Regions from separate parts of the Mus musculus genome. Here regions 2, 3, 4, 5, 6 and 7 are each linked to region 1. A link is a contact called in public ChIA-PET, Hi-C, HiChIP or PLAC-seq and promoter capture Hi-C data. All regions are on one chromosome and are shown on one strand. The core of a region is the stretch at or near the end of the contact, and the rest is flanking DNA. Distances in the headings are between cores, read along the strand shown. Region 1 holds the start of Klf16 (Kruppel-like factor 16). Region 2 holds the start of Mrpl54 (mitochondrial ribosomal protein L54). Region 3 holds the start of Smim24 (small integral membrane protein 24). Region 4 holds the start of Tle5 (TLE family member 5, transcriptional modulator). Region 5 holds the start of Arid3a (AT rich interactive domain 3A (BRIGHT-like)). Region 6 holds the start of Tmem259 (transmembrane protein 259). Region 7 holds the start of Pias4 (protein inhibitor of activated STAT 4).

What was found. Hi-C and Micro-C count contacts between places; a contact is called where the count stands out from the background. ChIA-PET counts read pairs in DNA pulled down with a chosen protein or histone mark. HiChIP or PLAC-seq counts read pairs in DNA pulled down with a chosen protein or histone mark. Capture Hi-C pulls out chosen DNA fragments and counts their contacts.
Region 2: a promoter capture Hi-C map of liver shows a contact between it and region 1, with 2.4 times the contacts expected there. The contact joins the promoter of Mrpl54 here to the promoter of Klf16 in region 1. A contact is called at or near these places in 1 of 39 promoter capture datasets (cranial neural crest), 2 of 115 datasets of contacts at active chromatin or transcription factors (bone marrow-derived macrophages and double positive thymocytes) and 2 of 9 other capture datasets (adipose tissue and liver).
Region 3: a FOXA1 HiChIP or PLAC-seq map of pancreatic cancer cells shows a contact between it and region 1. The contact joins the promoter of Smim24 here to the promoter of Klf16 in region 1. A contact is called at or near these places in 2 of 39 promoter capture datasets (erythroid cells and liver), 1 of 115 datasets of contacts at active chromatin or transcription factors (pancreatic cancer cells) and 1 of 9 other capture datasets (liver).
Region 4: an H3K27ac HiChIP or PLAC-seq map of microglia shows a contact between it and region 1, with 5 times the contacts expected there. The contact joins the promoter of Tle5 here to the promoter of Klf16 in region 1. A contact is called at or near these places in 2 of 115 datasets of contacts at active chromatin or transcription factors (bone marrow-derived macrophages and microglia).
Region 5: a contact with region 1 is called in an H3K4me3 HiChIP or PLAC-seq map of bone marrow-derived macrophages, with 4 times the contacts expected there. The contact joins the promoter of Arid3a here to the promoter of Klf16 in region 1. A contact is called at or near these places in 4 of 39 promoter capture datasets (the C10 cell line, cranial neural crest, liver and 1 more) and 3 of 115 datasets of contacts at active chromatin or transcription factors (bone marrow-derived macrophages, memory CD8 T cells and pancreatic cancer cells).
Region 6: a contact with region 1 is called in an RNA polymerase II ChIA-PET map of memory CD8 T cells, with 43 read pairs. The contact joins the promoter of Tmem259 here to the promoter of Klf16 in region 1. A contact is called at or near these places in 4 of 39 promoter capture datasets (cranial neural crest, erythroid cells, liver and 1 more), 3 of 484 Hi-C or Micro-C datasets (CD4 T cells, embryonic stem cells and natural killer cells), 3 of 115 datasets of contacts at active chromatin or transcription factors (effector CD8 T cells, memory CD8 T cells and pancreatic cancer cells) and 1 of 9 other capture datasets (liver).
Region 7: a Hi-C map of B cells shows a contact between it and region 1, with 17 read pairs. The contact joins the promoter of Pias4 here to the promoter of Klf16 in region 1. A contact is called at or near these places in 3 of 39 promoter capture datasets (the C10 cell line, liver and pre-B cells), 5 of 484 Hi-C or Micro-C datasets (B cells, CD4 T cells, the N1E-115 cell line and 2 more), 4 of 115 datasets of contacts at active chromatin or transcription factors (astrocytes, effector CD8 T cells, embryonic stem cells and 1 more) and 2 of 9 other capture datasets (adipose tissue and liver).

Annotation. Positions count from the first base shown.
Region 1 is chr10:80,575,451-80,578,646 of GRCm38.p6, reverse strand. It overlaps Klf16 (Kruppel-like factor 16), which reads left to right and starts at 1,351. Exons shown (of 2, transcript NM_078477.2): 1 at 1,351-1,900. The coding sequence starts at 1,447. Gm26710 (predicted gene, 26710) reads right to left here and starts at 523. Exons shown (of 3, transcript NR_155863.1): 1 at 365-523.
Region 2 is chr10:81,265,563-81,268,542 of GRCm38.p6, reverse strand. It overlaps Mrpl54 (mitochondrial ribosomal protein L54), which reads left to right and starts at 1,617. Exons shown (of 3, transcript NM_025317.2): 1 at 1,617-1,770; 2 at 2,736-2,892. The coding sequence starts at 1,653. Apba3 (amyloid beta (A4) precursor protein-binding, family A, member 3) reads right to left here and starts at 371. Exons shown (of 11, transcript NM_018758.2): 1 at 224-371.
Region 3 is chr10:81,391,215-81,394,448 of GRCm38.p6, reverse strand. Smim24 (small integral membrane protein 24) reads right to left here and starts at 1,385. Exons shown (of 4, transcript NM_001099917.1): 1 at 1,290-1,385; 2 at 554-665; 3 at 299-361. The coding sequence starts at 1,356. It overlaps Gm48552 (predicted gene, 48552), which reads right to left. Exons shown (of 2, transcript NM_001384181.1): 2 at 2,894-3,234. It overlaps Gm48551 (predicted gene, 48551), which reads right to left. Exons shown (of 6, transcript NR_168929.1): 6 at 2,894-3,234.
Region 4 is chr10:81,557,986-81,561,039 of GRCm38.p6, reverse strand. Tle5 (TLE family member 5, transcriptional modulator) reads right to left here and starts at 1,596. Exons shown (of 7, transcript NM_010347.4): 1 at 1,372-1,596. The coding sequence starts at 1,398.
Region 5 is chr10:79,925,758-79,928,957 of GRCm38.p6, reverse strand. It overlaps Arid3a (AT rich interactive domain 3A (BRIGHT-like)), which reads right to left and starts at 1,617. Exons shown (of 9, transcript NM_001288625.1): 1 at 1,558-1,617. It overlaps Gm40715 (a long non-coding RNA gene), which reads left to right and starts at 1,967. Exons shown (of 2, transcript XR_001779822.2): 1 at 1,967-2,496.
Region 6 is chr10:79,982,757-79,986,096 of GRCm38.p6, reverse strand. It overlaps Tmem259 (transmembrane protein 259), which reads left to right and starts at 1,837. Exons shown (of 11, transcript NM_001003949.4): 1 at 1,837-2,187. The coding sequence starts at 1,966. Gm26243 (a small nuclear RNA gene) reads right to left here and starts at 591; the gene lies at 485-591.
Region 7 is chr10:81,166,003-81,169,224 of GRCm38.p6, reverse strand. It overlaps Pias4 (protein inhibitor of activated STAT 4), which reads left to right and starts at 1,505. Exons shown (of 11, transcript NM_021501.4): 1 at 1,505-1,540. The coding sequence starts at 1,514.

The DNA of each region.
Region 1 (3,196 bases), core at 102-2,601:
AAACATGATGGAGCTCGGACCGACAGACTGCTGTCGGTTGGGGTGCTTCGCCCCCTGGAGGCTGCGCGGGCCACTGCATGGCCTCCGCAACCCGGCGGGAGTTAGGAAGGGGCGGGAGCCTGGTCTCCTACTTCCGCGCAACCGGCGCCTAGGGCCTGGGGCTTTTAGGGGACCATCATTTCACAACTTGGTCGATTATCCATGGAAGTTTCCAATCGCTCCATTAGTCAGCCTCAGTTTCCCTGTCCCAGTCTCAAAGGGCCAGTGAGGGAGGGACGAAACAACCAGAACTCCAGTGTCCCTAGCTTCGCATAGATGACCGAGCCAGACCTTCTTATTGCAGCCCTGTTCACTTTTGCCATACCGGTTATCCACAGGCCTAGTGATTCTCGAGTCCCGGTGCGCAAAGACGAACTCTACAAACTCGATCAGCTAGGCAGGGTAGTGGGTACCCTACGCTCTCAAGTTCGACCTCCGGGATATTTTGTCCCCAAGCCAAGAATGGCATTGGGGACCCAGAGATGGGGAGTCAGGATTGGTGGGTTATTGCCCTGCTTCAAGGCCAGGAAGGAGGGGGAGGGTCGCGCACGTGGCCCGGGGGCGGGGCAGCGCGCTTCCGCACCCCCACCCTGGCCACGTGCGGATCGCACTCCCCACCCCATCCCCCGACACACACACCGCGGACAGGGGCGCGTCCCAGTGCCTGAATGTGGAGTGGGAGGAGGGACGAGTTGGGGAGGGGAGAGTTCCCGGCGACTGCGCACCGGGCACAGCGTGGTGGGCGCGCCGGGAAGAGGATGGAGCGCGCGCCCGGAGGAGGCGTGGCGCGCACTGGGGGTAGGAGGCGGAGCATCCGAGGCTGGGGTGGGGTGTGTGGGCGTGTCGCGGGGGTGGGCGTAACTCTCAAAGCCTTGGGAGGTGACGATCCGGGAAGGGCACTGGTGAGGGTAGTGCGTACCAGGCCAGGGGAACGATTTCCCTCCGTTTGGCTTGTTCTTACGTGGAGAGGGCACAATCCAGGGATTTGGGGACCCCGGGTGCTCTGCTGGTACACGAGGGGAGGGGGGGTTTGAAGTGCGGGAGGACCGGCAGCTGGCAGTGTGAGCTCCGCCCATCAGCGGTGGCGCGCGACTCTCTGGAGGACCGAGGGCGCGGCAGGAGGGGGCGTGTCCGCGGTGGGGAGAGGGCGTGGCTACTGAGCCCCGAGGGGGCGTCCTCCAGGAGGGGCAGGCTGCGGCCGCCCCCGCGGGCTCCGGTGCGTCAGGGAGCGTCAGGCGGGGCGGGGCGGGACTGAGCGCGGGCGGCGGCGGCGCGCCGGGGCCTCCTCCTCCCTTCCCTCCTCCGCCTCCCGCACTCTAGCAGCCGCTGCCGGCCGGACGGGCGTAGGTCCCACCGCCTCCGCTTCTCTCCCGCCGCCGATTCCGTGTCTCCGCGTCCTTGCCCGGCATGTCGGCGGCCGTGGCGTGTGTGGATTACTTTGCCGCCGACGTGCTCATGGCCATCTCCTCGGGAGCCGTGGTGCATCGCGGACGACCCGGCCCCGAGGGCGCGGGCCCCGCTGCCGGTCTGGATGTGCGCGCCACGCGCCGCGAGGCCACGCCGCCGGGGACCCCTGGGGCACCGCCACCGCCAGCTACGGCTCCGGGGCCGGGAGGCGCCACCGCTGCGCCCCACCTGCTGGCCGCCAGCATCCTGGCCGATCTGAGAGGCGGGCCGGTAGTCGCCACCGCAGCCAGCACCGCGGGGGGCACCTCTCCGGTCTCCTCCTCCTCAGCCGCTTCGTCTCCCTCTTCGGGCCGCGCCCCCGGCGCCGCCAAAAGCCACCGCTGTCCCTTCCATGGCTGCGCCAAAGCCTATTACAAGTCTTCGCACCTCAAGTCACACCTGCGGACTCACACAGGTAAGCCCCTCGTATTTTACACAGGTGGGATGCAGGGAGTGCATTAGAGAGGTCTCGGGGACCCCGTTCCCCCATCTCACTTGGAACCCCGAAACTGCGTGGCGCGTGGGGGGCGGGGAGGGGGGCGCGCCCAGGCTTCAGCGGCCCGCCGGCCGGGAGGGCGGGGACGTGGTGGGTGGGGCGCGCGCGGGGAGGCGTGGCGGCCACGCGGTCGGGCGGCGCGCGGAGGGCGGCCCTGGTGGCCAAATCTCCCGCGATTGCAGGTTGTTCGGGATCTACCCCGGCATGGTGGGTCCACCACGCGCGATCACAGTCCTCAGCCCCCTACTCCTTCGTTTTCGCTTGGTATTCTTGTCCTGTTTTTCTGCGCTTCATGGTCTCGCCCTTGGTGGTCAGAACATCCGGTTCCGTAGTTCTTTCTCGGCCCTCCCCCAGCCTCAGTTTCCTTATCTGTGAAGAGGGTCGGTAGATCCGGGTTACGGCCTTCTGGGTAGCAGCGCGGATTCCCTCCGAAGGGCAGCGAAGACTCTCGCGCAGGGTTAGGTGGTAGCATAGCAGTGGTGAGGGGTGGCTGCCCGGAACATTTTTCTTTCCATTCTGTGTACTTTTAACATGGTGGAGCGAGGCCACGACCCGGACCTGGAGTTGGGGCTTGAATCTTCAATCCAGTGGGATTGAAATCCTCACCACAACTCTTCGCCTACGTTTTGTGTTGGCCCACTCCACACACCTGTGATGGGTCAGGTCAAGGTCCAAGATGGACAACGAGATTTAGCCACACCAGTGTTTCTGGGATGCCCAATCCCCCCGGATTGGATGGGGCAAACCTTTTGCTAGGTACTGGCCGCTTCCTGTCCAAGGGTCTATCCATGTTAGCTGGGATTTGCACTGGGATTTGACAATCTACCCCTTTAACAGCGGTGTAGTCAACAGCTCCAAGGCATCCCTGGGATAGGGCCCCCTGCTTGTTATCCCTCTATTTACTTGCTTTTGGTTCGCCATCTCCTGTCTATATAAGAGATAGAGGCTGCCTTACTGATACAGTTGATGTGGGCAGCAAGGCACCCAAAGAGGGCTTGATGGGGGTGGGGGTGGGTCTCCTAACATGGTCACACTGGGAGAGAGATTAGGACAGCCTCCATAGGTGTGTGGGTGGCCCCAGGCATGTTCAGGGCAGGTATGGGGGTGGAGGAGCCATCTTTGGATTCTACTGAGCCAGAGAGAGGGCATAGATGATGCCTCCTCTCACTGTGTTTTGAGCTGCTGGCTTGAGCCCCTGTGGTCTAGGGGCTACCC
Region 2 (2,980 bases), core at 368-2,867, 690 kb before region 1:
CAGGCTCCAGCCCCAAAACTCAGGCTTTAGGTCGTGGAACTCAGGCTGTTGCCCCAGAATTCAGGCACTGGTCCTGAGAACTCAGCCTCTAGCCCCTAGAACTCAGGCTCTGACCCTTGAAACTCAGGCTCCGTCCCCAGAACTCAGATTTCAGTCTCAGAACTCAGACACTGCCCTTGGGTCACCCACGGGAGCCTGTCCAGTCCCGCACGGCCCGCAGTACCTGTGTCTCCGGCCCGGGCAGGATTGTCCGGACGGTCCGCCCGTCCTTCCAGAAGAGTCAGCAGCTCTCTGGGATCCCAGCTTTGGAACCGGATCATCGGTCACTGCACCATCCAGGACTATTGCGCATACACACTCTCAAACGGCCTGCTGGGAAATGTAGTCCTCGAGTCCGCTCTCTCTCCTTCCGGGGACTCGCCAGTGTTGCAGTATAGATAGTAGAGCTCAGGTTCGAATCCCGAGACTACAAGAACGGAGGCGAGGCTCAAACTGGCTTTTCTTTTCTAAAATCGGGTTCTGCATCACTTCAGAGTGTAACGGCTGAGGTAGGACATGGGCAGAAACCAGGGATGGTAAAGAGAGCCATGACTTGAAAATTTGGAGTGCAAAGGAAAAGTGGGAATGGAAGTTATTGAGGACGGACTTCCACTTTGTATCCCAGTAAGGATCTATAACGGTACAATCTAGACTTGAGTTGACACTGGAATTTGCATCACGGTCCTACATATAGATTAGGGACAATGATAATTCCTAAACTTAACTGTGTGATCTAAAAAGAGTTCACCTGGTTAGGTTTGTTAGCAATGAGTCTAGAAGATTCTAGTACTAGTCTATTTATTCTTGAGAGTCTCATGTAGCCTAGGCTGGCTTCAAACTCCTGATCCTCCTGCCTCAGCTTCCTGTGTGCATCCAGCCTCCATTTCTGCTACGAAGCCCCAATCACCAAACCCCACTTTTTTCTATTAGTGAATAGAACACATACGTATCACTATGTAGAGTAGGCTGGCCAGGAACTCACAGGCATCTACCTACCTCTGCCTCCCAAGTGTGGGGATTAAGCTGGGGTTCATCACTCCCATCATTCTCAGCTACCCATATGTTTAAGCCAAGATCTCATATAGCCAAGGCTGACCTCAAACTTGCTGTGTAGGACAGATCGACCCAAACTCCTGATTCTCTTGCCTCCACCTCCACATCACAACTGACTGTCCTAACTTTTAAGCTTTCAAAAATTCCACAAGGGATATAAGCATGATTTTGCTGTGACATTTAAAGTAAATAAAGATCTAAATACTTGTTGTTGTTGTCGTCATCATCGTCTGAGGCAGGGTTTCTTTGTGTAGCCTTGGTTGTCCTGGAACTCAAGCAGTAGCCAAGGTTAACCTTGAATTCAGAGATCCTCCTACCTGTATCTCCAGAGTACTGGGATTAAAGGTGTGCCATCACCATTTGAACTGGGGGCAAGAATTTAATGAAATATTCTTTGAACGGTCGATAGCTACAGAAGTTAAAATTAGTCGTTAGTCGGGCAAATTTTTTTTTAAAGACTACATTTCCCAGAAGGCCGCGGCGCCTCCAACACCTCCAAAGCCGATCTGGAGGGCTGACGTAACACGGAAGTCTGCACGTGCGAGCGGCCGGCCAGCGTCATGGCGGCCGCCCATCTCCTCCGGGCTTCCCGGGTGTGGGCCCGCTGGCATCCCCGGGCGCTCCCGGTCCTCAGAAGACCTGGAGGATTCTCTATCCGGGAATATGCTAAAAAGCCAGGTGAGTTGGCTCCGAAGGAACCAAAGTGGGTACGGCCGGAGCGCTGCTGGGGAGGTGGGGTTCTGAGGATTGACTGCGCAGGCGCAGCGTTACGGAGGCCAAACGGTGCGTGCTAGCGTAGTGAGGCCTGCGGGTGCGCCGCTAGCCTCTACGCTCAGTGCGCAGGCGCGGCCCTTGTGGGACAGGGCGGGACCAGGCTGGGTGTCACGCTTCAACTTTGAGTAAATCACCAAACATAACCAACATCAACTAAGTTATTGTCATTATTTTAATTTAAAAAGTAATGTGGGTGGGCAGGTTGGTTCATTGTGCAAGGTGCTTGCCTGGAAAGCCTTGAGTTTGATCCCCAGGACCCACATAAGCAGGGAAGGAGATGACCAATCCCACAAGCACTGTGACAGTGTACACACCCGTGATAATCATTATTTAAAATTATTTAAAAATTACGCTTTGAGGCGAACGTGATACCTTTAATCCCAGCAGAGAAGCAGAGTGATCTCTGTGAGTTCCAGGCCTGCCAGGAAGACCCCATCTCAAAAATATTTTTAGTGTTTACTTTTTTGTGTTGTTCCAGGAGAGCTACATCATGACATACCCTGTCTTCAAAAAAAAAAAAAAAAAATGTTGCCAAGTTGGCCTAGAGTTACCGAGCCATCTCTCTCTTCTCAGAATTGGTTTTTTGTTTTTTTTTTTGAGACAGGGTCTTATGACTCCCCAGCCTCAGCTCCAGAATGCTGGGATGCCAGGCATGTGCCACCATGTCAACATCACTGAATGGAAGAGGGGTTGTGTAGTATGGGCTGGGCCTTCAGGGCCCACGGGAGTGGGACAGGTCTGTGCCATAACAAGGGACCCTGTTATGCATGGAGAGAGCTGGGGCTGTTGGTTGTTGGAGGCCACACAAAGGAGGGTTGAAGGAGGGCAGAGCTGGGCAGGCTGAAGTGTCCCGTTCTCTCACTGTGCAGTTGGCAAGGGCGGCAAGGGCGGCGTGGCCGCTGAGGCCCTGAAGGACCCCGAGGTGTGCACAGACCCCACTCAGCTCACCACACATGCCATGGGGGTCAACATCTACAAGGAAGGCCAGGATGTGGCCCTGAAGGCAGACTCCGAGTACCCCACATGGTGAGTGTACCACACTGCATAGGAATCCTGACACCCAGCCTTCAGGAACATGGGGCTCCAGGATAGCCCCCTGAGGCCTGCTGTGCTC
Region 3 (3,234 bases), core at 136-2,635, 820 kb before region 1:
ATGGTGTACAGGAAACCATGCGTCGTCACAGGGTAGGTAGCTGTGTTCTCTGCAGTTCTGGGTACAGGTAGCCCCAGCCTCTCCTTCTAGCCCTCCCTTCCTTCCTCAGGACCCTCTCAGGTTCACAGGGCTCAGCTGTATTTCCAGCTGCCCATGCCAACTCTCCCCCACTTCTATTCCTCTCCCAGACCCAGAATCTGCACTAGAGAGTCCCACCCAGAGTCCACCTGCTGGACACTGTCCCCTCCCCCCAGCTGGGCCTCTCAGGACTGTCTGGGGGGAATCACCCACAGGGTACCTTGGCTGTGAGTTCTCGTTCATAATGTGCTCCATTCTGAATGTAGCCTCCTCATCCTCTGCTCTGCACAAATAGAAACATTGATACAAGAGCTGTTCTCTGCCTCAGTATCCCCAACTGAGGTCATGAACGCCAAGAATCAGAAGGGATCAACAGGGCAGCAAAGCAAGATGACCTCCAGGCTGACCCTGGGAGGGAGCACAGAAGGGCGGGGAGGTCAAGGAGGCCCTGCGTGGGACAGGGGCAGGTCCTCACCTGCCTTTGGCGCACCAGACACGATTGGCCAGCATGAGGATGAAGACTATAAACAGGAAGCCCACTACTGCAGCCAGGCCTACTAGCCAAGGCTTCAGGCGGCGCTCTGAGGCTGCAAAGGACAAGACAAGTCAGACACAAAAAACGAAGGGTCTGCAGGGGGAAGGGGAGCCTGCAGGGGAAGTGGGTTCTGCGAGAGGGAAAAAGAAGGGTCTGTTGGGAGCAGAGGGGTCTGCGGGAGAGAGGGGAAGACGTTAACGGAAAGAGGCGGGTCTTGGAGGGCGGGGCTTAGAAAAGGCGTAAAGAGGTGGGAATCAGGAAGAACGTCCAAGACTAGGAGCTGCCAGGGGCTTAGGGGGCAGAGGTTGTAAAGGAGGTCCGCGCCTCCCGGAGAAGCTGGGCTTCTAAGGGGTGAGGCTTTTAGATAAAGTAGTTGAGGAGGCGGGGGAAGTGGGGGCGGCGAGGGGGGGGGATAGCTCAGAGAGGCCTTGAAGGAGCTGAGAGGACCAGCTGGAAAAGGGCAGTGGCCTTAGCTTACAGCGTTGAGAGGGGAGAAGGATGTTAGATCAGAGACAGGGCAGAAGGAGTCATTGGAGAGCACTCGTCCCCACCAGTGCCCTCTTCACTTCCTCTTCCTGCCTTGCCTTAGTTTCTCCTAATGGGAAATGAGATGCTGAAGAGCCCCTGCCCCAGTTCCTAACACCCACCCAGCGCGGGCTCCACACCCTAGTCCTACCCTGCTGGGCCTCAGCGGGTGTCAGGAACAGTGTAGCCAGCAGCAGCAGCCTGCCCAAGGTGTCCATGGCCAGCACACTGGATATGGGCCGACGTTCAGCTGCAGGTGTGAGCTGCACAGGGCTCGGGTGGGGTTAAGACAGTGATTGGGCGGGGCGGGGTGGGGAACCTGCCGTCTGTGGCCCAGCCTCCCATGCCTGCTTGGCATCAGACCCCTGCATCTTTGGAGGGCAGAGTCTGCGGCTAGTTTAATATTAACCTAGACTGTCCCTTCCCCCGCACCTTGCACCCCTCCCTGGAGACCAGCAGCCCCAGGGACAGGTCCTTAGAGTCCTCTGTAAGAAGTCAGGCTGCACAGATGGGACGTCCACGCTGTCACGTGCACACAACCAAGTGTGGCAGTCAGGCTTGGTGGCTGGGACAAGCCTGGCAACTTTGTGTCTAGTAGGTCAGCCCAGTGGGGTTGGCAGCTCTGTGAGCACCAGGCTGCAAAGGAGGCAGGGAGCACCACGTTCCTAGAAGGGGGACCCTCAAAGCAATGGCAGAGACACCTGCCTGCAGAGCATCCAGACATCTCAACATACAAAGACAGGGCACAGGCTTCTGCCCTCAACCTTGGGCCTCAAGCTGATTAGATATCAAGCCTCACCTGGGCAAAGGAGGACCCCACCCAGAAGTGTCACGGGTGCAGCCACAGCCTGCGCACGTGCAGGAGACAGCAAGGAAACGGGGCACTGATGTCCTCATGTGCCCGTCATTCCCACACAACAGAGGCCTGAGACAGGAGGATGGTTAGGTCTAGGCCTTATCTGACCTCCAGAGCAAGACACTGTCTCAGAAATAAAACTGTGTGCTGGGCTGTAGCTCAGAGGCAGAGCAGTCTCCCAGCTTGCATGAGGCCCTGGGTTCCATCCCCAGCACCCCAGAAACGAGGTGGGATGATACATGCCTGTCATCTCAGCATTCAGAGGTGGAGGCAGGAGAATGAAGAATTCCAGGTCATCCTCATCTACATACCAAGCTTGAGGCAGGTCTCACACAGTTTGGAAAAAGGGTTTGGCTTTTTTTTCCTGATTTTGGTTTTTTGAGACACGGTAACCCTGGCTGTCCTGGAACCTAACTTTGTAGACTCTCGAACTCAGAGAGATTCTCCTGCCTCTGCCTCCTGAGTGTTGGGATTAAAGATGTCACCAGGAACCCAACCAGGCATGCCTATCTATATTAAGCTCCTACTGTATACTCATGGAGTCCTGAGCTGAGAGATCTGAGCCCAGGTGGGATGTCAGGAGCCCAGACTGACATGCCCACCAGCTGAGGTGGGGGAAGCCCTGTGGAGAGGACCTACCACACATGGTTCCTTATGCTCCCTAGTCCAGGCTGGCCTGGAATGTGCCATCCTCCTGCCTCAGCCTCTTGAATGCTGAGGATGACAGCTTGGTTACTCCGTGCTGTGTGTGACAATAAGCTGAGGGACCTTCACCCAGACATTTCTCAGTGGCCTGCCTCAGTTTCCAGTCTGTGCTACTGGGCTCATCGACAGCACCCAGGAGGGTTTTGTGAGAACGTGTGGGACAGGGCTGAGACAAAAAGGTCATGGCACTTGGATAGTCAGATAGGCTTTTAATTTATATGTGAATTTGGCCTCACTCTTTTCTCCTCTCAGCAAACACTGTGTAAGGAATTATCCATAGGAAAAAATGTTGCAGGTGATGGCTCTGAGTTCCAGGACAGCCAGGGCTGTTACGCAGAGAAACCCTGTCTTGAAAAACCAAAAGAGAAAGAAAGAGGGAAAGAAAGGAAGGAAGGAAGAAAGGAAGCTGTCAGGGCCTCGGGCTGGCACAGCCTTGGAGGAGACCCTGGGCTCTCCTCAGTATCACAGAAGCCCAGATCTGTCATCCCAGCGTTCAGGAGATGGTGACTGGAGGATCAGGAGTTCAAGGTTGTCC
Region 4 (3,054 bases), core at 347-2,846, 980 kb before region 1:
TCCCCAGAAAGCCCCTCTAAGTCAATCAGGGTGGCACAGGCCTCCCTTCAAAGCCGGCATGGAAGAGGCACCTAACTTACCACCCTACATTTCCTGGGAGTACCCCCATCACACCTGTTTCCTCACGGGTGTGCTCTTCAGGAAGGGACCCCCCCAAAGCTGCCCAGGCCCCAGCCAAAGCCACAGAGAAATCATGGCCTGGGAGTTAGGGAGAGCTGGAAGCTGGGGGGCTGGGGAGCGAGGGGGGTGGGATATGTACAGGGCCGGCATCTGAGGGCACTGGGTCAGGAGTTAGGGTGTAAGATCTCGGATCTGGGGAGCAAGGCTAGGGGCAGGGTGTGGGGAGCAAGGCCACTGGGAGCTGGTGTGGGAGACGACAGATGGGCTTGGACATGAGAGGGACGGAGCCTAGTGCTGGGGGGGCGGGGGGTGGGAAGACTGCGGGGTATCCGGCTCCGGACAAGGGAGCACTGGACATTATACGGGCACAGGGTCTCCCCAACCCTAGTGCTGAGGGTGCAGGATGGGGGCTGGGAGGAGGAAGGCCGCTGGGGTGCGGGGCCTGCAGCTGGAGGAGGGACGCGGAGCCAGGCTGGGGGTGGCGCTGGGCCCGGATGGTGACGCCAGGCCCGACAGGGCTGGAGAGAGAGACAGGGGGTGCGGGAACTGTATTGGGGGGTAGAGGGCACCAGACTTGGGGCCAGGGCAGATCTGAGGTGGAAAGAAGTGCAGGGCCGAGGTGATGGTGGGTGCAGGGCCTTGGACTTGGTGGCAGGCCAGTCTGAAGCTCTTAGAGAGCTGGGCCTGGGGGGGGGGGGGTGCACCGAGGTGGGGATGCAAGATCTAGGGCTGGAGGACATGCGCGTCTGGGGTGAGGGGATGATGGGCTTGTGACTGGGGTGCTGCAGCTCTGGGCCTGAGCCCCAGGTCAGGAAGACAGGCCGAATGCGGCTGCAGTGGGGTGCGGGCTGATCCGGAGCCCGGGGGTGGGGGGTGGGGGTGGAAGAAGACCTTGGAGTCGGGTTGGGCGAGGTGTGGGGGAGGCGGTGAGGGGACTCAGGGCAGGGATCAAAGTTCAGGGATCCGGGCTGAAGGATGCAGTGCTGGACTGGTGGGGTGCGTAGGGTCTGGGTTGTGGGGTGCAAGGACCTTGGGGAAGAGCCCAGGGCTGGGGGGACAGAACAGGCCTGTGGGAGCTGGGGAAGCGTAGGGAGCCCCTGGGACAGGCCCTGGGCGGGGAGAGAGACGGGATCCGACCTAGAAGGGGTGCAGTGAGATGAGCTGGGGTGCAGGGTGAGCGCCGGAGGTGCAGTGAGCTGAGCTGGGGGTGCAGGGAGAGCTCTGGGGTGCAGTGCGCGGGGTTCCCCTTACCGAGTGCCGGCTTTGCGGAAACATCATGTCAGTCGCGGGGGGCGCGGGCTGCGCCCCGGCTCGGGCGGCTCGGGGGGCGCCGGGCGGCCGCGCTTTGTCCCCGATCGACAGCTCCGGGGCCCCGCGTCCCGCCTCCTGCGCCGCCCGCCGCCCGCCCGCGCCGCCCGCGCTATTGTGTAATGGCGACGCGGTGCCGCCCGGGCTCCCGCTCCACCTGCCGCGCCCGGCACTGCGCAGGCCCGGACGCCCCACCCGTGACCTTGGCCCCGCGCGCCCCGCCCCCGCCACGGCCCGGAACCCCAGCTGGAGGCCTGCCTCAGTGCCCCCCGCCCCCAGTCCCAAGGCCACAGACTCGCAGCCTGGACACCCAGGCTTCACGGTGGATTTATGGAGTGCCTACAGTGTGCTATGTCCTCTTTGGAGTCGGGAGGGTTGGCACGGCTGGGGGCCACACTGGGCAGTAGAGTGACACCTGTCCCACAGAGGTAGGATGGGGGCCCAGTCCTGTAATCTAATGACTGGGGTGCAGAGGCAAGAGGATCAAGAGTTCTCGGCCAGCCTGGGTTACCAGAGAGCCTGTCTTAAAACAACAAAAAGTAAGACATGGTTTGTTCTGGGGTACAAGACCTATTACCAGTGCTGGGTAGGTTGAGGTAGGTGGAAGCCAGCCTGATCTACACAGTGAATACAGCCTGGGCTATAGGAGCCCTTATCTCAAAACATGAAAAAGTTAAATCGGGCCACAGGAGGTGGTGGTGGCCGACACCTTTAATCCAAGCACTCAGGGCAGAGGCAGGTGGATCTCTGATTTGAGACCAGCCTGGTCTACATAGAGACTTCTGGGACAACCAGGGCTACAAAGAGAGACCTGTCTCATAAATAAAAGGTAAGAGTTCCCCAGGTCCTAGTGTGATCCCAACACTTGGGAAGCTGAGGCAGGAGGATTATCGAAAATTCAGCATCAACCTGTGACCCAGCTTACTGAGGTGAGACCTGTCCAAAAACAAAACAAAACAAAACAAAAACAAATGATTAAAACAAATATGCTGGTGTGGTAACACAAGCCTTTAATCTAAGCCCTTGGGAGGCAGAGGCAGGCAGATCTCTGTAAATTCAAGCCCACCTTGTGAGTTCCAGGGCAGCCAGGGCTCCATGAGCCCTGTCTTAAAAAATAATAAAAAATAAATAGGAGCCGGGCGTGGTGGCACACGCCTTTAATCCCAGCACTCGGGAGGCAGAGGCAGGTGGATCTCTGAGTTCGAGGCCAGCCTGGTCTACAAAGTGAGTTCCAGGACAGCCAGGGCTATACAGAGAAACCCTGTCTCGAAAAACTAAAAAAAATAATAATAATAATAATAATAATAAAATAAATAAAATAGTTCTTTGGGCCAATACTATTTACCCCAACACTTCAGAGCAAGCTGAGGCAGGAGGATTCCTACAATTTCAGGCTAGCTTGAGCTGTATAACAAGACCCTGTCTCAAACATTTCCTTACCTGAGACAGACAGAGACGAATATCACTGAGTGTCATACTCAAATGGCCACGAGGTTAGAGAGGAGAGGTTACAGTGGCCAGCCAAGCTCAGCCAGGCCATGGCTATGGCAAACCCCGGTGGGGAGAGATTGGGACCTCCCCTAGCCACAGAGGGCAGAGGAAGGTAAGAGGAAGCCTTAGAGACTG
Region 5 (3,200 bases), core at 368-2,867, 650 kb after region 1:
CCCCCAGCCCTTTGTCCTTGGCCCCCACCCTCAATTTATGGCATTCTCAGAAAGATCTACTAGGAACTGGTAGCTGGTGTTTGTGGAAGGGGGATCTGGCTGCAGTGGGGAAGAGACCCAGAGCCACACCCTAGTCCCCCCACCACCTCCAAGCCTCAGGTCAGAGAGAGAGAGAGAGAGAGAGAGAGAGAGAGAGAGAGAGAGAGAGAGAGAGAGAGAGAGGGAGGGAAGGAGGGAGGGAGGGAGGGAGAGAGGGAGGGGGAGAGGGAGAGAGGGAAGAGAGAGAGAGAGAGAGAGAGAGAGAGAGAGAGAGAGAGAGAGAGAGAGAGAGAGAGAGGTCACTAGCTCGGCCAGGCCTTGCAAAACACGGTTATTTGGAGTTGTGCAAGGCCAGGGCCCGAGGGTGGCGAAAGGGGCCCCTCTCTCCTCCAAGGGAGGTGGAGGGGGAAGGGCAGGAGCTGGGGAGGGGGCTGGGAAAGAAGGCACTGTGCCCCCCCAGGAGACGTGTGCAAAAACACACCCCAGTCAGAGGACAAATGTAAAACAACAACAAAAAAACAAACAAACAACCCCCCCAGTGGAGTCGGTATTTCAAAGGCTTCTTGGAAAGAGCGAGCTGGGGAGGGGGGGTGACCCTGCTGCCCAAGTCGTAAAAAACGGAAGATATTTGACAAACCCGCTGCGAGTTGACACACACGCGCGCACTCCGCGCTTCCTGCTCCCTCTTTTGTGTCGGGGGGGGGGGGGCAGGGGACCCTACCGGAGGGATCTGGATGGGCGCACCCCGCGGGGCAAGTGGAGACCCCAGTCCCAGTAGTACACTGGAGCTAGGGAACGAAATGGGGGGGGGGAGATGGGCGGACCCCGCTGGACACAGGTTTGGAAGAGAAAAAGAACTGTAGGTACCGGGGCGTGGTGGCGCGCCCGGCCTGGGATTTTCCCAAGCACTTGGGAAGGAAAGCTGCGGCAGGGGGATGGCCTCGAGTTTCAGGCTAGTCTGAGCTTTAACTCGAGTTCTAAGTCAGCCCGTACTACACAGTAAGATCCTATCTCCAAACATCTTTTTTAATTAATAAGAAAAAGCAAAACCATGTTCCCAGAGCGCAGCCCCCAGTCCTCTGCGCGCGCGCACATACACAGACACACACACCCCGGGTCCGTTTCCTTCCGCCAGGGGACAGCGCGCACTCGCGACCCCCGCGCACTCGTGTACCGGATGAAGGTCTCCAAGATCTACAACCGCAACAGCCACCCCAACTCTGATCCGTCAAGTCGCATACTCAGCCCTGCACCCCTCTACGCGCGCGTCTTTGCCTAACTTTGGAGACCCCGCAATTGTCGGTTTCCAGGGTGCCCTACGCTGCCACCTTTAGGAGAGATCGCTAGAGCCGCGCTGCAAAAGGCCTTACCGCCCGGGGTGGCCCGGGGGGCGCATGCCCCGGTGCCCGGAGCCCAGCCCAGAGTCCAGCCTGCTGGTGGCCTCCGGTGGCCTCTCTCCCCCTTGGCCTCCCCCTGGTGCCCAGTGCACGCTCCTGGCTTCGGGGTCACCCGCCTCACCGAGTCTCCAGGCCGCGTCTACATCTCCATCCGTCTGGATCGGATAGGGACGAGGTCTCCGCGCGCGACCGGGCCCCCCGCCCCGCCCCTCCCCCACCCAGCAGACGAATCGCCGTGTGACAAATTGCTCTCAGATGCAAATACCTCGCCGGTGATTCAGCAGCCCCGGGGACGCAGGAGGAGGTGGTGGGTGTCTCTCCAGGGTCCCCCTTTCCAAGCTTTCCCAGGACACCACACCGGGGTCCCCCTTCTCCAACTCAATCTGAGGACGTCCACGGTGGGAGGAGGTGGAGGGGAGCCGGAGAGCCGCCACAGAGTGGACGGAAAACTTCAGGTCGCGGCCCCTTTAAATGATAATAAATAATAAAAGGAAGGGGGAACCGGACTGAGGGACGCTCCGCCCCCATCTTAGGGACCGTGCGCAAAGTGCACGCCGCAGCCCACGGCGCAGAGGCCGCGAGCGGGAGGGCGGGGCTGCGAGAGCCCCATCGCGGGAATCCCGAAGAGTTAAAAAGGGTTCCTCGCCCCACCTCTGAGCGGAAAGTCACCTGGGCCCCCGGCCGTTTCCTGGTTTCACCCGGAACGCAAGATGGATAAGCCAAGCTTGGAGCTGGAACCTCCGCCCACTATGCTACCCTAACCTTCCGGGCCTGAGGCTCCACGTCTCTGAAATGGGCTTAAAAACCCCCGGCTAGGCTAGATCTGCGGGGGCTGGGACGCTGGGGTGTGAGGGCGCTGCGTGCGCAAAAGCACCGGGTTGGGCTGCGCGCGCGTTCGAGGAAATGCGAGGAACCGTGACGACCGTACCTAGGAGCGAGGGAAAGGAGGGCCATCCTTTAACCAACTCAGTGAAGCCCCTGCCTCGGTCTACCCAGTTCGTCTCGGGAGAGTACTGGATTCTGAGGTCCCATTTTGCAGGCTGGGAAACCGAGGCATGATGTGAGCTCAGCTAGAAGTTGAGACGATTCTAGTGGGTAACGCCAGTGCTCAGGGCAACCCCCGACCTCGACTAGTTCCCCATAGGTGGTGCTCAGGTCCCTTGTTAGACTGTTGTGGGGATCTTGAGCAGTCTGCCCCTTGAAAGCCACTTGTGTGAGTGTCTGGAGAGATGGGGTGGCTCCGGCCAATCCAAGTTCCCGGAATCCTCCCTAGAATCTGAGACTGCAGCAGTTGCTTGGAACCTTAGCCTGCAAGGCTAAGAAAGTTGCAGGTGGCAGCGAACTGCGCCTTCAAACTTTAGACACCTTGATGTGTTGGGGTGTGGCCCCGGGGTGGAGCTGGGCCTGCACACCAGCATTCTTCTCCAGCATCAAACGGGCTACTAGCAGATCTTTCTCCCTCTAATCATCTTGTGTGTCCCCTGTAAACTTGGGCAACCCCCCAAAACATTCTGCCAAGATAATGAAAGCAACATACATTCCCATTCTCTCTCTCTCTCTCTCTCTCTCTCTCTCGTGTCTGTGTGTGTGTGAGAGAGAGAGAGAGAGAGAGAGAGAGAGAGAGAGAGAGAAAGAGACCGAGACCAGAAGGGCTTCAGCAGCTCACGCATAGAGGTCCTAGGAAAACTTAGTGGAGTCGGCTTTCTCCTTCCACCTTTATGTGTATTCTGGGATGCCAAGATTCTCAGGACGCCAAGCTTGTCA
Region 6 (3,340 bases), core at 588-3,087, 590 kb after region 1:
TTTTCTAAAGCTCGGGTCACCCAGGGACGTTTCCTATTTTCAAACAAGTGACAAGTGTATTCCATAATAGTTTCAAGACTGGTACATTTATTAGGTGCCTACTGTGTTGCAAGGTGCTCTGGGTAACAGCAGACGGTGACTCTGGGGTATCTGAAAGCTAGGAGGGAGGGGTTCCCTTCGCTCAGCCGGTAAAGCGCCCCGCCCTTTTCCTGGCCGCCCAGTCCGGATGCAGAAATTCTCATCTTGTTCCATCATACAGATGCTCCTAGTCCTTCCTTCAAGCTGGAGGTATATAGAAGGCGCACAACGTTAGGGCACGGTGCATACAGAGACAGCTCTGCTGCGTCCTAAAAACAGACAGCTTCCTTCGAGTGCGCAGTAACCGGTCAATAAATGCCCTTGTTCAGGCAAATTGTACGGGAATGTGGCAGCTATAGTAGAAAAGGAGACTTCAAAGGGTCAATTGCGTTATTTTGAGATGAAACAAAATATGGAACGCTTCACGAATTTGCGTGTCATCCTTGCGCAGGGGCCATGCTAATCTTCTCTGTATCGTTCCAATTTTAGTATATGTGCTGCCGAAGCGAGCACAAGCGACGGTTTTTTGCCTCAGGTATTTAAAGGCAGAGAAGCAAATTACTTTTCACATACAGTAATTATGATTTTTTTTTGTTTTTGTTTGGATAAAGTAACGTTTTCACATGTCAAAAAGAAAGGCTACCACTCATAACACCGCTCAGAATAATTATCTATCCGCGTGAAAGCTCACATTTAACTAATTAATATAGCTGTCTGGGAGAAGCTTGTGCCAGCGAAGCCTTCTGGGAAGTCATATGCAAATTAGACAGGCACTACGAGGCTCCGCCCCTCAGTGGTAGCCGGATCAGCGCGGAATCCGTGATACTGGTGCGATGGTGAAACTGTCTGCTAGTAAACTATCCATGGAATTTCGCCCTTCAGCGCTGCGGCCGCCAATGAAAACATTATGCTAATGAGCAGTTAGGAAGCCCTGCCTCCCAGGGCAGGGTGGGTAATGAGTCCTCAGCAGACCCCGCCCCTAAGTGAGGCTGTGGCCAGAGTGAAGCCCTATGTAAATAGGCCTTACTAAGTGCGTCTCCGCCCCCTCTAATTCTCCGCCAATAGGAAACCATATACAAATACGACGGGCAACGTCGCCCCGCCCGCAGGTGGATGCAAATGTTTTAGCTTGTTTCTGAGACCACGCCCCACAGATCGCCCACCGCTAACCTGGATCCCTCCACAAACCAAACGAATTACACCCGACACTGCCGCTCAATGCTTAAGATAGAGCTCTGGGCTAAAGACATGGCTAAGAGCACTGACGCCTCTTCCAGAGATCTTGAGTTGAAGTTCCAGCCTCCGTTATGGTGGCTCACAACTCCTTTCTGGTGTATCTGATGCCCTCTTCTGGTGAGACTGAAGACAGCGACAGTGTACTCACATATATAAAGATAAAGCTCAATGCAAATGAATCGTGACACACGACTCCACCCCAGGCCGTGCCACAGTATGTGGGAGTGAATATATGCAAACAAACGGGGCTGCTCTTTAATGCACTCCGTGTAGCCCCTGCAAATTGCAAGCTCACTGCAAACGAGACCGGACAAAGCTTGAAGGAGCACTAGGAAAATAAACTGAACTCCATGGTACTCTGCCCTTTAGCGCTGAGGCGACCCGCATGAAATGTGTAAAGTCAGGCTCCGCCCACTACTCGTGGTGCCCGCCTTTCGGCCCTGAAGCCCGGCCTCCTCGGGCGGCCGCGGCGATCCCAGCGTGCCCCGCGCACGGGCGGCGCTCTGGCCCGGCGCTCTCGCCGGCGTCGCGGGCCGGACGGACGCGAGCAAAGGGGCAGGCGGCGGCGGCGGCCGGGGGCGGCGGGGGGGATCCGGCGGCCGGGACGCGGCGGGGGTCAGCCGGCGGCCGCCGGGGTGACGCGGGGCGGTGATGTCGGAGCACGCGGCAGCCCCAGGGCCCGGGCCCAACGGCGGCGGGGGTGGTGGCGCGGCGCCCGTGCGCGGCCCTCGCGGCCCCAATCTCAACCCCAACCCGCTCATCAACGTGCGCGACCGGCTCTTCCACGCTCTCTTCTTCAAGATGGCCGTCACCTACTCACGCCTCTTCCCACCTGCTTTCCGCCGCCTCTTTGAATTCTTCGTTCTGCTCAAGGTGACCTCTGACCCCTGACCTCTGACCCCTGACCCCAGCTGTCATCCGCTCGCCCACCCCCGGCAACTTTACCACTTGGCTCCTGACGCCTGGATACCCTGATACCACTCTTACAGATGCTATCTCTGGTCCTCACTTCCTCAGCTCTCAGGCCCCGCCTCCTGCCCTTTGGCCTCAGTCTGCCACTTGGGAGCCTAGGCCCCAAATTTTTCCACTCAAGACCAGAGCCCAGTGTCCTCTTGGAGTAGGATTTTGGACTCGAGGTCCACCTTCCCACCTGTCACTCCCATCCTGTCCTGCACCTCCACTGAGAACAATATGGTCATTTCCATTCCATTCCTGACTTTCCACTGTAGACCACCTCCTGTGCTGGAGGCCCTGTCCCGCCTGTCATTTCTATTCTACCCTGATTCTCTCAGTCCAGTCTCTACTAGTCAGTCCCATTCCAGCACACCCTGAACCAACCCCCTGGGGACAGCCCCCTACCCCCCAGTGTCACTGCTCAAATTTTCTGTTACTTCACTGTTTTCAGACTCTTGCCAGGTTTTCTGTGGCTTTGGGTGAGGTCATCTCACTAGGGTCAGCCACAGAGTCACAGCCAGATTGGCCAGGGACCTCTACAGCCAGCACCTGCCCTGGCTGTGTCTTCTTCATGTGCTCCCGGGAGATCCCGGTTCTCGGTCACAAAGGCTACTCGAGGGATGGCACCAGGCTCTCTCTGAGGAGCTGCCTGGGCCTTCTGGTGTTGGGGTCATGGCTTGGTGGCTGGCATGCTGATATTGGAGGGCATTGGTGAGTTTGGGACTCACTCCTGGTGCTTCTCAGAACTGAGCGTTCGGGGGTTTCATAGGTAGATCTAGCTTGAGCTCAAGACAGCTGTGGGCATCCCCTCAGGCCCCAGTTCATTGGCTGCAGATGAGCCCATGCTCCATCTTCCTTCCTGCCCTCCACACCCTCAGGGCTCCGGGTGGGTGCCCAATGTCTAGTCAGAGACAGGGTCGGCTGGATGACAGTAGACCTTATCCTCTTTCTTAACTGGGATAAACAAGCCACACAGCAGCTGGTTTCTGGAGCTGCTGACGTTTCTGGGAGCCCATTTGCTGTGTTTCCTGCCCGTCCTGCCTGCCCAGCTTCCACCCAACCTTCCTAGAAG
Region 7 (3,222 bases), core at 256-2,755, 590 kb before region 1:
CACACACACACACACACACACACGCAAGACGACCCAGATGTGCACTGCACAGGGCCGACTAGGCTCACACCCCATCACTACAGGGCCATGCGAGCCCTACACCTGCCAGCTGCCGCTCGAAGGGAACAGGGACACCTGCCCGGCCGCATTCTGTTCATCCCCAACCCTTCTCTTCATCAAAATGCAACCGTAAACATGAGCCATAAAATGCACCAGAGCAGGAAGCACATACACCTTTAAGACCACCCTCCCCACGTGGGCGCGGTCCAGTCCTCCCAATGAAACGGAAGCAAGGGGCGGTGCCGTTCTCGCTTAAAAACCCAGAGCGGGGCTAGAAGTGAGCGTGGCCCCAGTGCAAGCTTCGAAAATTTGGGGGTTGGGTGGGGCTTGTGGGTAGTTAGAAAGCCAAGGAGGGCCCCTGAAATGGTGATCGCCCAGAAGTCTATTAGGAGTTCGATCCACAGAACTCATTTTGTGACACCTGGTTAAAGGAGAAAGCAATTCCAGCAAATTGTCCTCTGATGTCCACCTAGGGGGCTTGGAACGCGCGCACCCACACCTATTCGCGTTAGTCTCTAAACCTGATGACCTGAGTTCGATTCCCTGAATCCATATTGTGGAAATATACAAACCCCTTAGATTGTCTTTGGACGATCAAAAATTGCGTGTCTCCCCCAGTATATAAATAAAACAGACCACAGAAAAGTGGGCGTAGCCTTGAGCCAACAAATAAAGAAGGAAAAATGCAGCTAGAGGGGCTTCTGTGCCCTAAAGAAGCAAGGCTACGCAGGGCTTGGTTATGTTCATCTTTAATCTCAGTTCTCCGGAAGCAGGGGCAGGAGGATTTCAGTGAGTTTGAGGCCAGTCTGGTCTACAAAGCGAGTTCCACAGAGCCAGGGCTACATGGTGAACCTGTCTCAAAAAACAAAAACAATTTTTAAAAACCCACAACTGTTGCCACCGCAAGCCAATTTGAAAACGAGGCAGGGGGTTCGGCCTGTACTCTACAGAAAAGGTGGGGCCAGTAAGAGAGGGAGCAGGGCAAAGGGTATATGGTTCAGGCACTAGCTGGTTCATCCCTGCTACCTACACAGTGGAAGGAGAAAACCTAATTTCCTAGACTGTTTTGTGACTTTCACATATGTACACACTAAATAAACACAAAAATTTAGCGGTTCTCTAAAGCAAGAGAAATGAGGCGGCGGGAAGTGCTGCTATTTCTTTAAGCAGCAGACTCCTCCCCAGAGTGGGCGTGGTAGCGGCCAGCGCCTTGAAAAATAACCGTGGGGGGCGGGATTTGGCAATTGTCCGTTGTGATTGGTCAGATCCTCGGGCGGGGTTCCTGTAGGCGCGTGCGCGTGATGCATCCTCCCGCCTCTCAGACGCGGGGGCGTGGAGGAAGGAGCCAGCACTCGCTTTTACTGGCTCTCGCGCAGGCTCCGCCCTTTAGTCGAGGGCCCTCACGTGACGCGACGGCTGGGGCCTCCCGGCGCGGGGGACGCTAGTGGCCAAGATGGCGGCAGAGCTGGTGGAGGCCAAAGTGAGTGAGCGAGAGTGGCTCCGGCCGGGACAGGCGGGTGGCGGAGTACGGACCGCTCCTCGCAGGGAGCTGGGAGGGCGGGGTGTGGCGGCGCGGGCGGCGAGGGTGCGACTGGGACGCGGGCTGAACCTGCGGGCGGGGGGCGGGGAGACCGGGGGCGGGGTCGCCAGCTCCCTCCTGGGGTGTCCCCGCCGTCTACTGTCACTTCTCTACTGACCCTAGCAGGGGTTCCCACAGTGTGGCTACACAGCTTTCCCGGTGCAGGCACTGTCCTCTCCTTTGGGTTAGCTCTGTTGGGACATAACTGGGGGTCCTTCTGTGGTCTGGGAAGCCGAAGGAATGCAAAGTGACTTCGCCATCAGGTTTCCAAGGCAACGAGTAGGACTCAGGTCCGGGTGCCCCCCCTCTTTCCTCCCCCACAGGCCTGCATGGGGAAGGTCTACAGGGATTGCCACAAGTCCTCTGATTCTCGGGGCTCAGACTGACACCTTCTGACTCCAGACTCAGGCCAACTATAAGTGCCCAAGTTCATTTTAGAGACTCAGCCCTCGAGTCCCGCTCCCCACTTGTCAGCTCTGGGGTACCTCTTCACTTCAGCCTCCAGTGATCCTGTCTCACTCTAACCCATCTCTAACCTGTGAATCGCCTTGTAGAGTTTCTCTGCTGCCTGGCATACTGGACCCACCACCTCCTTGTTATGTGTTCCTCAGATTGATCCTCACAGGACACCTTGACTGAGTCCAGGGGAACATTGTTTAGACTTGTTCCCCCATTTCTGCATTAAGGTACCAGGGCTCTGACCTGACTTGAGTCCCCATTAAACCCTCTTGAAGTACAGCTTGGCTTAGCCTACATCCAGTTCTGCTCTGTCTCCCTGTCAAGGTTCCAGCACACTTGTCCCTCCAGAGTTATTGGAGTTCCTCAGTCCCCCTCAAGCATCTTCCCACCCATAAGATTCAGACTTGCCCCCCCCCCCCCCGTTTTTCTGCCTGCCTTGTGACATGGTCCTTCCCTCCCCACTGGGACCCTTAGGGTTATTCTAGAGGATCTGATTAAAAGGTGTCGTCCTCACCAGGCATGGTGGCACACCTTTAATCCCAGGGGTCTGGAGACAGAGGGAGGCAAATCTCTGTGAGTTTAAAGCCAACATGGTCTACAAAGTGAGTTCCTGGACAGCCAGGGCTCCACAGAGAAATCCTGTTTCAAAAAATCATTTAAAAAAAAAAGTGCAGCTGGGCGTGGTGGCGTACGCCTTTAATCCCAGTGCTCGGGAGGCAGAGGCAGGCGGATTTCTGAGTTTAAGGCCAGCCTGATCTACAGAGTGAGTTCCAGGACAGCCAGGGCTACACAGAGAAGCCCTGTCCTGAAAAACCAAAAAAAAAAAAAAAAAAAAAGTGTACCCCTCTTTCTCACCATTTACTCACCCCAAATCTACACCATTTACATAGTGGTTTTCTCTTGGGAAACAGAACTTTGAGATGGAGATATGTAAACTATGATCTGGAACGCAGGAGTTTTTTTTGTTTTTTATTTGGTTTTTTTGAGAAAGAGTTTCTCTGTGTAGCCCTGGCTGTCCTGGAACTCACTCTGTAGACCAGGCTGGCCTTGAATTCAGAAAATCGCCTGCCTCTGCCTCCCAAGTGCTAGGATTAAAGGTGTGGGCCACCACGCCCGGCTGGAAC